5 separate regions of the Mus musculus genome follow, and regions 1, 3, 4 and 5 are each linked to region 2. The links are chromatin contacts, called in public HiChIP or PLAC-seq, Micro-C and promoter capture Hi-C maps. All regions are on one chromosome and are shown on one strand. The core of a region is the stretch at or near the end of the contact, and the rest is flanking DNA. Distances in the headings are between cores, read along the strand shown. Region 1 overlaps Agtpbp1 (ATP/GTP binding protein 1). Region 2 holds the start of Ntrk2 (neurotrophic tyrosine kinase, receptor, type 2). Region 3 holds the start of Agtpbp1 (ATP/GTP binding protein 1). Region 4 overlaps Agtpbp1 (ATP/GTP binding protein 1). Region 5 has its middle 6.8 kb from the start of Gm34788.

The links. Promoter capture Hi-C pulls out the DNA fragments that hold promoters and counts their contacts. A called contact is a pair of places that touch in the nucleus more often than the background predicts. HiChIP or PLAC-seq counts read pairs in DNA pulled down with a chosen protein or histone mark.
Region 1: a contact with region 2 is called in an H3K4me3 HiChIP or PLAC-seq map of forebrain, with 4 times the contacts expected there. The contact joins the enhancer-like site here to the promoter of Ntrk2 in region 2. A contact is called at or near these places in 1 of 39 promoter capture datasets (hippocampal neurons), 1 of 484 Hi-C or Micro-C datasets (embryonic retina) and 7 of 115 datasets of contacts at active chromatin or transcription factors (embryonic basal ganglia, embryonic forebrain, embryonic hindbrain and 4 more).
Region 3: a Micro-C map of embryonic stem cells shows a contact between it and region 2, with 6 times the contacts expected there. The contact joins the promoter of Agtpbp1 here to the promoter of Ntrk2 in region 2. A contact is called at or near these places in 3 of 39 promoter capture datasets (cranial neural crest, frontonasal cranial neural crest and hippocampal neurons), 2 of 484 Hi-C or Micro-C datasets (cerebral cortex and embryonic stem cells) and 2 of 115 datasets of contacts at active chromatin or transcription factors (astrocytes and embryonic stem cells).
Region 4: a contact with region 2 is called in a promoter capture Hi-C map of hippocampal neurons, with 5 times the contacts expected there. The contact joins the enhancer-like site here to the promoter of Ntrk2 in region 2. A contact is called at or near these places in 9 of 39 promoter capture datasets (cranial neural crest, embryonic stem cells, frontonasal cranial neural crest and 5 more), 9 of 484 Hi-C or Micro-C datasets (cerebral cortex, cortical neurons, embryonic stem cells and 6 more) and 8 of 115 datasets of contacts at active chromatin or transcription factors (SST interneurons, VIP interneurons, astrocytes and 5 more).
Region 5: a contact with region 2 is called in a promoter capture Hi-C map of embryonic stem cells, with 7 times the contacts expected there. The contact joins the enhancer-like site here to the promoter of Ntrk2 in region 2. A contact is called at or near these places in 8 of 39 promoter capture datasets (cranial neural crest, embryonic stem cells, frontonasal cranial neural crest and 4 more), 4 of 484 Hi-C or Micro-C datasets (cerebral cortex, cortical neurons, frontal cortex and 1 more), 9 of 115 datasets of contacts at active chromatin or transcription factors (SST interneurons, embryonic basal ganglia, embryonic forebrain and 5 more) and 2 of 9 other capture datasets (embryonic stem cells and liver).

Annotation. Positions count from the first base shown.
Region 1 is chr13:59,466,382-59,469,131 of GRCm38.p6, forward strand. All of the region lies in intron 22 of Agtpbp1 (ATP/GTP binding protein 1), which reads right to left. Among named protein-coding and RNA genes, the nearest start is that of Gm34788, 50 kb to the left of the region's middle. Within about 2 kb of position 1,455, at least 78 of the 459 cell types and tissues checked have an H3K27ac peak or open chromatin away from gene starts, as enhancers often do. A contact at or near this core is called in forebrain, where this site is marked.
Region 2 is chr13:58,806,285-58,808,984 of GRCm38.p6, forward strand. It overlaps Ntrk2 (neurotrophic tyrosine kinase, receptor, type 2), which reads left to right and starts at 1,413. Exons shown (of 18, transcript NM_001025074.2): 1 at 1,413-1,729; 2 at 2,101-2,656. The coding sequence starts at 2,445.
Region 3 is chr13:59,555,900-59,558,599 of GRCm38.p6, forward strand. It overlaps Agtpbp1 (ATP/GTP binding protein 1), which reads right to left and starts at 1,403. Exons shown (of 26, transcript NM_001377097.1): 1 at 1,199-1,403.
Region 4 is chr13:59,504,643-59,507,342 of GRCm38.p6, forward strand. All of the region lies in intron 12 of Agtpbp1 (ATP/GTP binding protein 1), which reads right to left. Among named protein-coding and RNA genes, the nearest start is that of Agtpbp1, 51 kb to the right of the region's middle. Within about 2 kb of position 1,364, at least 27 of the 459 cell types and tissues checked have an H3K27ac peak or open chromatin away from gene starts, as enhancers often do. A contact at or near this core is called in SST interneurons, VIP interneurons, cerebral cortex and 3 more, where this site is marked.
Region 5 is chr13:59,422,739-59,425,438 of GRCm38.p6, forward strand. No RefSeq gene overlaps it. Among named protein-coding and RNA genes, the nearest start is that of Gm34788, 6.8 kb to the left of the region's middle. Within about 2 kb of position 1,358, at least 1 of the 459 cell types and tissues checked has an H3K27ac peak or open chromatin away from gene starts, as enhancers often do. A contact at or near this core is called in embryonic stem cells, where this site is marked.

The DNA of each region.
Region 1 (2,750 bases), core at 205-2,704, 660 kb after region 2:
ACCTCTGTTGCCAAAATAAGATTTTGAATCTTCACATTCATATATTACCAAATAAATGCAGTTAATATCAAGCCAATTGAGCTGTCTCTTTTAGTCATTTCATTTAAAAGACCCATCAATTTAATAAGAAATAAAAACCCATTTGGGGAAGGATTTATAGTTAATGCTCGAATTGATAAATCCTCAAGGTGTCGCTTAACCCGAGAGCGCTACAACTCTTTATCTCCTACTCAACACTTACAATGAATGTGATCCTACCTCAGCTGTACAGACACAGTCATTACACTCTCAAACGGCTGTTAAAATATTTAACTAATGTAAACGAACATGAAAATGCTTTCATGAGGAAATATTCACAAAACGTTTAAATAAACTCTTAAGAGCATCACCTTTAGGAATGAAAACCAGCATGCTAACCCTACTCCCCCTCTCCCTCTCTGGAATGCACGACTGGTGAGGACAGACACTGTGTGAAGCCCCGTGGCAGTGCCACAGCACCCTGGCTGTGTCTGTGCTGTGCCCTGGGCTTGAGTCTCACAGGAACATACGTACTCTGGGGTGAAATAGGCAACATACCACTGCTGCCTTTCTGCGGCCACACAGTAGGTTAAAGCCTGCAGAACAGGACCTACCATTAATACTCATAAATAAAACGTAAAATGTTCATACAAATTCTAAGCAATAGGAATAAATCATTAACACTATAGTCACTATAAACGATAACAGAAAAGATTTTGAAATTAACAGCTGGCTTTTATAAACAGAAAATAACATATAAGGTACTAAATCACAGGATTCCAGGAAGATTAAGACTAGAGGTTACCTATGTGTGAGCCCCTAAGAGACAGAGACAGCATCCCACAGAGACGCCTCTGGAAATCTACAAAGTATGTGAGGGGAAGGGCACTGAAAAGACCAGGAAGAAAGGTGAGAAGCAGAAGGCAGAGAAAGACTCAGTCAGGAAATGGTCCCTGGCAGGCTGAGGGTACAGAAGTGTCCTGCCCTTGGGGTATGCCCATGGCCCTCAACCCTCAACTCTAGTCATGGGTTTTGATAAGATGCTGATTCCTTTGTCAAACAGTCAGCGGTGCCTAGAAGTCACATGTCACAACATGAGATTCAGGGGGTAGCAGCTAAAGCCTCCTAAGGCCAAATCTGACTTTTAAAACTGAGCTACCCCTGGACCTGAGACCAACAACCAGCCACAAGTGAGGAAGCAGAGAAGATGTGTGGACAGGAGGGAGAATGGATGGCTGAAGGGGACAGGCAGCAGGCAGCAGAGGCCAGGGGCAGGTTGGCAAGTGCATACACAAGGAGAGAGAGCAGCACAATCAGTGCCCAGAAGCACAGCATCAACTGAGAATAACCTGGCATTTGATAGCTCTGAGTCCCGGGACAGCAAGTGCAGCCAGGCTGTGCTGCTCAGTGATAGAAAGCTGGAGGCGTTCCAGGGAGTACTTCCTGGCTACAGCAGCAGCCCTTGGCAGCGTGGGTAGTACTCAGAAGTCCTCAAAGTCTGAGGGCACAGGTCCCAGTGCTGTGACTGATCCACACATTCCTGAGGCATTTAAAAGATACTACTGAACTAAAACAGCCATCATCCACCATCGCCTCCCACCCCCAAAAAACCAACAGGATTTGGAAGCCTCAGGAGGCTGAGAGCCTTCCCTTTCGAAGATGCAAAGCTAAATGTTGCCAGCAGCGGCCCCTGGTTCAACAAGAAGGAACACTGCCACAGCGAGGATAGCTCTAGGGGCCAGCATTCATCTAATACAGACGCAACAGCAGCAAAAACCACATGAAAAGACAGGCGTGTACTGTTCAACTTCTGCTTCTACTCATGGACCTGGCAATCTGCAGTTCGTAAGAAAACAGGCACAAGTGGCTCCAACAGCAGCAATTCTTACCCTTGTCATCTTCCTTTGCCTTCTTGCAAGCCCTGCCCTTCTATGTACCCAGGAGCAGCAACACCCACATACTCCACTATATGTACCCAGGAGCAACATGCACACATTCACTGTATGTACACAGGAGCGGCACGCACACACTCCACTGCATATACCCAGGAATGGCATGCACACACTCCGCTGCATGTACACAGGAGTGGCACGCACACACTCCACTACCTTTAACTGTTTCACTGCTGGTCCCATCCATGGGCCCTCCCGTCTGGCTTCTCCCCACTCTCCTCTGCCATCCTTTCCCTATACTCTGCAGCGCTGACTTCAACTCTGTGTTTCCTATTGCTTCTTACACTTATCTACTTTTGATTTTTAAATCTCCTGTAATTGAGAAGCCCCTCCTGTTTCCTTTATCTTTCTAATCTCTTGCTAATTTCTACTCTCAGCCTATTTCCTGTCTTTAACCTTGCTTCTCCTCTTTGCCCACCTGTCTCCTCCTATTCCATTCATTTACTATTTCCACACTTATACTAAATAATTTCTTACTGTATGCTGTTACCAAGATGGCAACTGGCTTTTGTCTCCATGGGTGAGATTTAGCCTTCAAGGGTAAAATGCTCAATAAACGATCCCCACCCCAGAAACCAGAAGATACATCCAAACCAACAGATCTCCAAGTGCAACAGAGAAACCTGGCTAGAAAACACCTGCAACAGGACTCCTCAAAAAAAAAAAAAAAAAAAAAAAATCACAGCTCCTGCATGCCTGAGTTCAAAGATACTGGAATACACAGAATATCGAGCGAAGATTCCAACTGCTAATAAGGTGAACACAGACATAAAAGAGGGC
Region 2 (2,700 bases), core at 163-2,662:
CAGTTGGATGACTATTCTTATGTCTTAAATTGGACTCCAGCGCATTGTCTTGTGGTGCGTGGAGGACTTCAGAGGCAGGAGATTGTAGGGATCTGGTGAGAGGCGCACTGCCTGGGTAGCAATGTGCACACAGCGCGGCGGTTGCGCATCTGGAGCTGCAGTGCGCCGGTAGCGCAGTTCCTAATGCGGTGGTAGCAATGGCCCGAGGTACCGGAGCGTGCTGGGTTTCTTCTCCCCACGCGGGGGCACCAGAGCCCTCGAAAGTGTCAGGCACTGCGGCGCATCTACCAGATTCCCTTTTAAATGACTGCGGATGTGCGGGCGGTCGCAGCTACAAATGGTGAGAGGAGGCTCAGATCAGGCTCGCGAATGGCCCGCAGCGACCATTTAACTGCACCCGCACGTTTGTCACTCGACCCTCCGGAATCATCTCACGTGTCCCCACTGAGACTCTAGGGCGCTGCCGGAGCCCGGCCTCTCGGTAGCTGGAAGCACATCCTGCCTCGGGCAGCGCGGGTGCAGGGTACACGTTGGCGCACATGCACGCGCGCACACGAACACGCGCAAGGTACGGCAGGGCAGGGGACAGGGGCTTGGGTGCTCCGCGTGCGGGTGGGTGTCGCGGGGAGTGAAGCTGTGATCCTCAAATGGCTGCATCCTGCCAGGTTAAGGAATAAGAGAAGATGATGCGGAGCCATCCATTCCACAGGCCAGGGTCGGTGCAAAGCATTTAGGGAACCCACAGCGCGGCCGGCGCGCTCCCTTCCCACGCAGGGCTCTCTCTGTGGCGCAAACGGCAGGAGAAAGATCCATCAGAGCTACACTTGTGTCTGCAGGCTGTCTACACTTCTCTCTTGGCAGAAACCCCATCAGGAGAGCTTTGGAACCATCCACCCCTAAATAGGTAGTCCGGAACCCGGCAATGGTCCTTGGTTACTAACGTACAGCGCTATATATTTATTTTTGTACGGGGTGTAGCTTGTCTTCCCTATATTTTGGAAATAGCTTGCTTTCCCCTATGAGCATGGTGAGAAAGAAGAACGCGGCGGGGAGGGAGAGGGAAAGGAAAAGGAAAAGGGAGGATTCCTACAATACGAATCAGAGCATTTTTTTCAGAGCCTAACCAAACAGGGCTTCCATTTAAAAAAGGGGGAGCTAGTCTGTACTGCGATGTGGAAGAGATGTAAGAATTAGGGACCAAGGAAGCATCGCTGCATTTTAGATGTACCGGGGTCTAAAGGGGGCACACACACGCACACGCGCACACATGCACACCCGCACAGCTACCCCGCCAAGGTGTGTGCGTGCGCGCGAGTGTGAACTCCCACATGCTGCTGTCTGCGCCTGGCCGCTGGCACCAAGCCTCCTCCTCCCCGCTCGCCCCCAGATTCCCTCCCCTCCGCCTTGCTTTTGTCTGGAGGGTGCTATGCTATGCGTGTGTGCGTGTGTGTGCGCGCGCGCGTGTGTGAGCGTGTGTGTTTTTGGATTTCATACTAATTTTCTGGAGTTTCTGCCCCTGCTCTGCGTCAGCCCTCACGTCACTTCGCCAGCAGTAGCAGAGGCGGCGGCGGCGGCGGCCGCCGGTTAGAGCCCAGTCGCTGCTTCAGCTGCTGTTGCTGCTTCTGCAGCGCTCTGCTCCCTGCGCTTGCTACGGGAGGCCGGGGAAGCCGCGCGGACAGTCCTCGGTGGCCTGGGCCGGCACTGTCCTGCTACCGCAGTTGCTCCCCAGGTGGGATGTGCCGCGCCACCTGCCCACCTCCCCTCTCCCCCCGCGCCCAGCGGCCGGGGAGGATTCTGCAGCATCATTGGGGCCCCAGCGCTGCCGCAGCCTCTTTGGAGGGTCCTTGGCTTGGCCTATGCCATGGAATCTGCTCTCAAAGACCCGTTACCGACTTCTCATGCCTCGGCCTCAGGCTTGAAGGGAGGGCGGGCACACGGGGGGGGGGCACTAAGGGGCAAGTTGATGGCGGGGCGGGAGCTGGGCACTCAGACATTCATTCTCCAGGCTTGGGGTTCAGGGTGAGGAGAGCGCGGAGGGACTGTGTCCCAGTTGGTGGTGTGTGGGGTCTATTAGTCTCATCCATGTCTGTTTGTCCTCAGCCCTGAGGTGCGCACCGATATCGATATTCGTGCCGGTTTAGCGGTTCTGCGACCCAAAGAGTCCAGGGAGATCCACCGAGTGGTGCCTGGCGTATAGGACTATGCAGCCGCCTTGTGGCTCGGAGCAGCGGCCCGCGATGTCCCAGCCACTGTGAACCATTTGGTCAGCGCCAACCTGCTCAGCCCCAGCACCGACAGGCTCAGCCTCTGGTACGCTCCACTCCGCGGGAGGCCACCAGCACCAAGCAGCAAGAGGGCGCAGGGAAGGCCTCCCCCCTCCGGCGGGGGACGCCTGGCTCAGCGTAGGGACACGCACTCCGACTGACTGGCACTGGCAGCTCGGGATGTCGCCCTGGCTGAAGTGGCATGGACCCGCCATGGCGCGGCTCTGGGGCTTATGCCTGCTGGTCTTGGGCTTCTGGAGGGCCTCTCTCGCCTGCCCGACGTCCTGCAAATGCAGTTCCGCTAGGATTTGGTGTACTGAGCCTTCTCCAGGCATCGTGGCATTCCCGAGGTTGGAACCTAACAGCGTTGACCCGGAGAACATCACGGAAATGTGAGTTCCTTTTACTTTTTCTCCTGTCCCCACCTCAGGAATCA
Region 3 (2,700 bases), core at 153-2,652, 750 kb after region 2:
CAAATCAATTGGAAAACCTTTATTTAAAAATTGCTACCACTGGGCTGGAGAGATGGCTCAATGATTAAGGGCCGTTCTTTCGGAGAACCTGGGTGGGTCTGATTCCAAGCATCCACATGGTGGCTCACAACCATATGTAACTCCAATTCCAGTGAATCTGACACATTCTTCTGACCTCCTCAGGTACACACATGGTGCACACACACATGCACACACAGGCACACACACATATGTATATATACATATGCATATGCGTATAAATCTTAAGAAACTAAAAATACCACAGAAGGTTAAATTACGTTAATATATTTGACATTTATGTCATGTTGGTCAAACACATAAGGGGTCTGTTTCAGAGTCCAACAGAGATTACAATTTTAAACACTGATCCATCAATTCAAGGCAAAACTCTATGGTCATTCAAAATGACAGTGTAACTCCATTGTAGAATGTGACTCGGGAGAACGAGAAACCAAGCAAACCAGGAGAAACTCGGGTGGACTAAGGCATCGCCAAAGTGCGGCCCATTAGAGGGATCTGATTACAGATCTCCAGGACTTTGGTTTTGACATCTGGCCTGTTTTAAAATCCGTACCGTTCAAAGTGCCTTAAATAAATCATTTCTTCTGCAGCCAACGAAACCAGAAACATTTCCAAAACACAATTACAAAAATAACTTCCTCTCTCAGGGAAGCAAGGAGAACTGTGAGAATAAGTCAGAAGCTGGCCAAGGAAGAGCGAGCGCTCGGGAGAGCCACTCGACTCTGTGGACTGCGAACTGCCGGGTACCTGATGGGCACCGTTACCATTCCGAACACCTGGAGAGGGCTTGCCACAGACAGCCTGCCATGCCAGCGGGATCGCCGTCGTTACCTCACACGCCGTGCGAGACCTGCATCATCCACGGACCAGCATACACAGTCAACGTCCACCCCGACCACCCGGGGAGGTGTTGAAACTGCCGTCCACGGCGCTAAACTGTCAGGGAGCAGCCAATCAAAGGGTCCCGGGGCGCGGCAGGGCGGAGGCCAGGGAGTGGCGGGCAGCGGAGCGCGGAGGAGAGTGCACGGGGCGACGACCGCCCCGGCTCGCTCGACTGCCCGCCTCGCCGCCTGGCAGCGCGCTTCGCCTCCGCCAAGTGAACCGAGGAGCCGCCGGGAGCCGGCGAGCGGGACGCGCGGGCGGCGGGGACGCTCACCGGCTCGGCTTGGGCGCTGCGCTCGGCCTCCGCGCCCGGGACTCCCGGGGCGCACGGCGGTTCCTCGCCGCCCGCCGCCCTTCTCCCGCCGTCCGCCGCCCGCGGCCCGCCGTTTTCATACAAACCCGGGTGGCAGGAGAGGCGGAGGCGGCGAAGACGGCCGCGGAACATGCCCGCATCCCGGGCAACGTCAGCGCGGCGCCCCGCCCAACTCACGGCTCCGAGGGCCGGCTCGCGTGCGCCCGGTAGGGCGCGTGCGCGTGGGGGAAGGGCGCTTCCAGGGAAGGGCGGGACGTCGGGGGGGGGGGGGGCCCGCGGGGCGCGTGCCCGCCGGCGGGGGCGGCACGCCTGGAGGGAAGACAAGCTGCGCGTGCGCAAGGTCGGGTGGGTACCAAGAGGCGGGGCGGGGCGAGGAGGGGCGGGGCGGGGCGGGCGGGGCAGGGTGGGGCGGAGTAGGGAAAGGACTCCACTCTGGCGTGGGCAACCGGCGGTGCGCGCCCTTACCTTTGGGTTCCTGTGGGTCGTGGGCCAGTGTAAACGTGTTAGCCCGCTAGCAGATCGACACGTTCATCAAATCGCCTTCTTTTTTCCTTCCCAACCGGGGGCGTAGCTCCCAAATCCCATCAAACCTTGGGAAACAGTGAGGCTAGTCCTTCCTGACCCCAAGTTGACCCAGAACAGGCTGTGAAGGCTGTGGCGCATGGCCCATTTATCCAGGTAAATGAGATTATCTGATGGTACTGCGAACAAAATGTCATGCCCATTCATTTCAAAACGATGTTATGGAAAACCTTGGTGCAGAAGCTAAAGGCAAAAAACAGTGGGGGAGAAGTAGGGAGCATGCTTGTGTTTTGACTGTGTTTAAATACTCTGAGATACATTGTTAATAAAGACATCATTTGCCTTTTTAAGGAGCATCGACCATGCTCCCTGTTTATGGTGGTTGGTAAGGGATGTAAAATTATCACAGCATGATAGGGGACTAAACTGAGCCCTGTGGGGTTTTTATTTTGTTCTTATGTTTCGTTCAAGCAGGTTTGTGGAGGTAATTCAAAAAACGTATTCAAGGTGTGAAACAGTGCTTCATGCTACTTGCTCTTGGCAGATGTCTTTACTGAGAGGAACAAAAGACTGCCATTTTATAAATGTTGGTTTTCCCCATACCTATAACACATGTGCACATAATGATAGATTCAAGTATTTAAAATACCTTTAAACCACTCTCCACCACAAACTCCCCAAAATGAAAACGATTGTCTAAGAACATTTAGTAGTTCAAAATTCATGAGACATTATTCAAAGAACGTGTTTCTAAATCAACTTGCAATCTAGAAATACATATAAATTGAATTCCTCTTTAGCAAAGTATGGTTAATGGTCAGAACAAAGGCTCAGAAGATTGGCCCATACAGCCGGGTAACCCACAGCGTCATTGGCTTTGAAGTTATTGCAAACACACAACTTGCAGATGAATGGCACCTTTAGCAAGTGTGAGAACCTTC
Region 4 (2,700 bases), core at 114-2,613, 700 kb after region 2:
TAGCATCACAGCATGTCCCATTGCCTGGCATGCACTAACTCTACCACCTGAGCCAATCTAGATGATACTACAGGACTAAGGGTGGGGACTGGTGCACACCAGCGGTAAGAAGCTCAGAAACAGACAACCTGAAAGGTAAAAGGAAATGGAGCGGTTCCAAGGTCGACATTATAGGGCAGGATGAAGCTTTAGTAGAGACAAGACACATGTTCACACTCCACGATCAACAGGACCTGTGCACAGCCCACCATCACTGCCTGCAGGGCTCACACTCTATGATCAACAGGACCTGTGCACAGCCCACCATCACTGCCCACGCTAGCCTGCAGGGGCAAGAGACTAACAAGCTGAACAAGCCCCCAACAGCACCTCTGAGGGAAGAGAAAGCAAATACATCCTCATACAGAAGAGACGTGCCAGTGATCCATTCTGGCCTACAATCTGCAGCCCTGGCTGGAAGAGCAGATATGCCCCTGGCTGGAGAGCATGTGTGGAGAGTGTTACTTCACCTAGGACCCGCAGGGCTCCCAACATCCTTAACAAACTCTGACCTTCATGGATGGGAAAGGAGAAAGGGATACCAGATACTAATTCTCAAATGGGAACCCATTTTTAATTTCCTATTTATCTACAATTAAAATAAACTACTTGTTTTCAACCCCAAAGCAAATTTATCTTACTGTCCTTAAATCCTTCATATGTAGTATCTGTCCATATATGAGCATTAACTAGTATTCTTAAAAAAAAGATATTTTTCAACATTTTATATTCAGGAATTTGCTTTCATTTATATAATCAATAAATAAGTTTTGTTATTTCTATGAATAAAAGATTGGCTTTATTTACATATATATTATTACAATGTAATTACTAACTTATGAGTATACAATTTCACCTAAGTATTTATATTTAATCTATGAACAAATAATGTATTAATTTTCTTGTTTAACATATAATCATCTAAAGCAAAAAATACTTTACAAAGATATATTTTCTCACTAGAAAAGCCTTTAATTCCAGCACTCAGGAGGCAGAGGCCAACAGGATTTCTGAGTTAAAGGACAGCCTGATCTACAAAGCAAGTTCCAGGACAGCCAGGACTACACAGAAACCCTGTCTAAGCATCCAGCTAGCTCACTGTTAGCGATGGCACTGAACAACAAGGAAGGAATAGCCTGTGGACCTTTATGGCTCCCTGGAGGTAGTTGTTTAGAACCTAAAGAACCTGGACTAAACTCCCTACAGGAAAAACACTGACTCACACAGTGAGGGAGGCAGTGTGGAAGCCAAGCACAGCTGAGCAGCCTTGCTTCTCCCACTGCAGCACAGCCATCCCTGTGGGACGCTGTGTGGAGCCAGCCCCACACAGGCCAGAGGCTGCTCTGCATCGTGGCGTAAAGAGGACCTGTCTCAGAGCACACAGCAGAGCCACAGTGATGAGTGTGCCCTCCCTCTCCACACTACCAAGCCCTTGCTTACTGGCCCCTGTGCTGTGTCTCCAATACTGTGAGGACCAGATGGTTACTGTGCATGAAGAGTCTGGCTTGGCACATGGTTCCATGTTCAGTAAGTGCTACTTTTTCTCGTAATTATCAATGTTTTGCTAAGGCAAAATAGACAATATGTGAGCAATTTTAACTCAGTGAAAGAATGGACACCAAGAACTATTTTTCAAAGACATCAATGTCAAGAGCCAAGAAATCTGTGGAAATGCTTCAAATGAATGGACCAAGTAAAAGACATGGAAATGCAGCATCTGAGGGTAGACTCTGTAGCAGAGGGTAAACAACCCACAGAGGCCATCACAGGACAAACTGACTCCACAGAGGCCATCACAGGACAAACTGACTCCACAGAGGCCATCACAGGACAAACTGACTCCACAGAGGCCATCACAGGACAAACTGACTCCACAGAGGCCATCACAGGATAAACTGAACCCCACAGAGGCCATCACAGCAGCCAGAGATAAGCTGGACAGCACACAGTGTCAAGCTGGCAGGAAGCTGACACTGTGCTGCAGGTTTGGCATGTGTTCTCAGGTAAAGGACCATAAGAGGTGGCATATCTAATCAACTCCCAAATGCCGTTCTTGGACATGTGCACACATGCACAAACACTTTTCCTGCAGCCCAATCAGTCCCTGTTCCCATCTCCCTCACTCCTCACTCTTTATGCTCTTGATCATCACAGGGGTTTTTAATTAGAACCATGAGATGTGAACAAAACATACTTTAATGTTTATCATTAAAGTCTTGTACTTTGATGGGAACTCGAGAAGATTAATGTGAAAAGTATGGCTTCCACCACTCCCAAGTGCCCTGAAACAAAATAAAAACAACAACAAAAACCCCACAGCATTTCAACCCCTGCTCTTACCTGAGGTTAATTCATAGCTGTGAACCTGCCAGTTCCACGGCATGTGTCAGGTTCAAACCCCAGCTCCTCACGGTCTGCATCCTAACATCACAGGAGCCCTCTCTCACCTGAGACCCCACTGGCGGTGGGGATAACAGCTCTGTAGTACTAAGATGCATCTTCCAGTATCCCAGACTACGGAAAGGACAGTGTGTCCTTTAGGTAGTATTCCAACAGTTTTTAAAAGGCTTGCTTTTAATTCGTGTATATGAGTGTTTTGCATGCCCAAGTATATATGTTCTGCTGCCTTCAGGTCAAGATGTAGAATTCTCAGCTCCTTCT
Region 5 (2,700 bases), core at 108-2,607, 620 kb after region 2:
GAAACAGCGATCACAGGAGTGACCACGGGACTCTGCTTACTGCCTTGCTTGTTCCTTCTTGTACTGCTCGCCCTTATTACTTGGATGTAATTAAAATGGTATAAAAGTGGATTGGGAAAAAATAAACCAGCCTTCAGTCTCAGAACTGAATGGGGTCATGCTTACAATGTTGTCTAATTGTCTTTTTTCTTTTTAATCCTCATTCCTGTGCTGGAGAATCTGGTGACTGACTGAGCTAGCTTGGTCACCAAGGTCAAAGTCATGAGAACCAGTAGACTTCACTATGCCCTCCCACCCCCAGAGACTTCTTCTGCCTAGGAATCTAGCTGGCCTTGCATCCCCTCGCCCCCTCATACCCTATGGGACCTTGTCATGTAACCTGATACGTGCCTGACTGTCAAAGGAGTAGAGCCCTTAAAGACCATACCTGCAGAGAGAAAGTTGTCTCAACAACCGTGTCTCTGAGAAACTGGATAGACAGGAAAGCAGCTTGTGAAAGGACGGCTGAAGGAGTTATGCCTCAGATCCGCCATTGGAAGGGGATTGGTCCAGGAGACACAAGCCACCGCCCCCCATCCTCCCCGAAAGGCAAGGACATGGAATGGGCAGATGCAGGCAAGACTCGACTGTGGGCCTACATGAACAGGAAGGATGAAGCACCTTCCAAGCCAGTGGGTTACCTGTTGTGGAGCTTTGGGATGGGGAGAGCCAGGAAGGCTGCTGAGCGGGAGATGGTGCCTGTAGAGACTGAGTGTACCAGTCATCCAAAACCTCACAGCCAAGCTCCAGCAGGTGCAACCACAAAAAAAAAAAAAAAAAAAAAAAAAAAAAAAAAAGCTTCAAGGCAGCTTTGTTGGCGCTGACAATAAACTGAAGCACAAGGTAAAGGGAATTCTGGCTCGGCAGGATGGAAGCCGTGCTGTGCAGCTCAGGTGACACTCCTGTCTACTGGAGCTACTGGTATCTCTGCTAGCACCTGTGGCCAGCAGAGCAACCCCAAGGACACAGGTCCACAAGGACGTGTTTATATAGAAGCTACCTTTAGGGAACACTCGGAAGAGCCACTTTGAATTAATAAAGAAGAGAAAAAGATTCTGCAAGTGAGAGCATTTGAAACAACTTCTGAAAGTAGAGTCCAATCCCGGTGTCACAATTCGGGGGCTGCTAGTGTGAAATTGTGTGATGCTAAAATTGATTTAAGAATGGAATGGTAACCAGGGTCACCTTTTGCCAGCAAGTCCAAAGCACAGTAATTGAAGGGCAAGCGTTCACAGCTTCTGTGTGGTCTGAGCATTGTTCAGGCCCTCTGAGATTCAAGTTGAAACTAGCTGTGCCGCCAGTGTCAGGGGCAGGGCCCTGGAGCTCCTCCACAGGCTGAGAGAAAGGGTTTGTGTAAGCCCAAGAATTCTAGGACAATGAGAGGAATGTAGTGAGACCTCCACCTCGCCCATTGGACTTGCCAACTTTAGATGCCCCAGTACAGGGGAATGCCAGGGCCAAAAAGGGGGAGTGGGTGAGTAGGGGATTGGGGGTGGGTGGGTATGGGGGACCTTTGGGATAGCATTGAAAATGTAAACGAGGAAAATACCTAATTAAAAAAATTAAAAAAAAAAAGGCAAACGGTGGTTCGGCAGCTGGGGTGGTTTAAATGAGATGCCCCCATATTCTTGGGTATTTGAATTCTTGCTCTCCAGTTGGCACTGCTGCCTGGGGAGGCTTGGAAGGTATTCCATCCTGGAGGATCTGTGTCACTGGGGGCTGACTGTGAAGCTTAAAGCATCCCACCATCCCCAGCTCAACTTTCTCTGCTTCCTGTTTGCAACCAGAGATGTGTGCTTTCCGCTGTTCTGGCCTCCATGGCTGCCTACTGCCTTGCTTCCCGACTAGCGTTCAAAATGACTGATGTTCTCAGAAATTGGATCTTACTATATTTATACTGAGTAGCCAAGGACAGCAGCAATAGCCTGTATTGGTTTGGGTTCTTCTGGAGTCTTCCTGACCGATAATTCATACCCATGTCTTGTGCTTCAATTTTCACTTATTAATAACCCATATTTTCTCAGAGCCACATTGTCCACTCATGCAGGGTAATTTCGTCCAACCTTTTATCAAAGCTGTTTATGGCTTAATTTTACGCATCTTGTGCATAAACCACGTATTCTTTACCCCTTACCCAGCAGTGGCCAGCTGTGATGGCACCATTCTGCATGTCTGCAGAAAGGGACGGCTGCTTCCCCCAGCTGAATCCCCGTGGCCACCCATGTTCCTTAGCTGAGGTCTTACACATGAGCCCCAGCCTCACACTGTGGTTACCTGTGTGGTAGACAAGATGACTTTTAAACAAGGATGATAACCAGGGCAAGACTGGGGCTAAGAAGGAAATCACCAGGTCTCAGGATGCTGAATCCAGGGTGCCCTTCTCTGCATAGCTTTGTGCTCAGGTCAGATCGGCTAAGTGCAGGAACTAAAGTGTACTGTGATGGTTTGTTATGCGCAGGGTACATCCAGGACTGTACAGCAGCCAGCCAGAATAATACTATTCTGATTCCACCAGACAGGAAAGAAAAGGGAAAAAACCCCTACAGCTCAGAAAAAGCAAGCTGATCATGCAAGAGGTCTGTCTTCTAGCTTTGACACTCTCCTGTACTTCCTTCTGACATGTCTCCCACCCCTGGAGGGGCAGGGTCCTTGATTCCATCT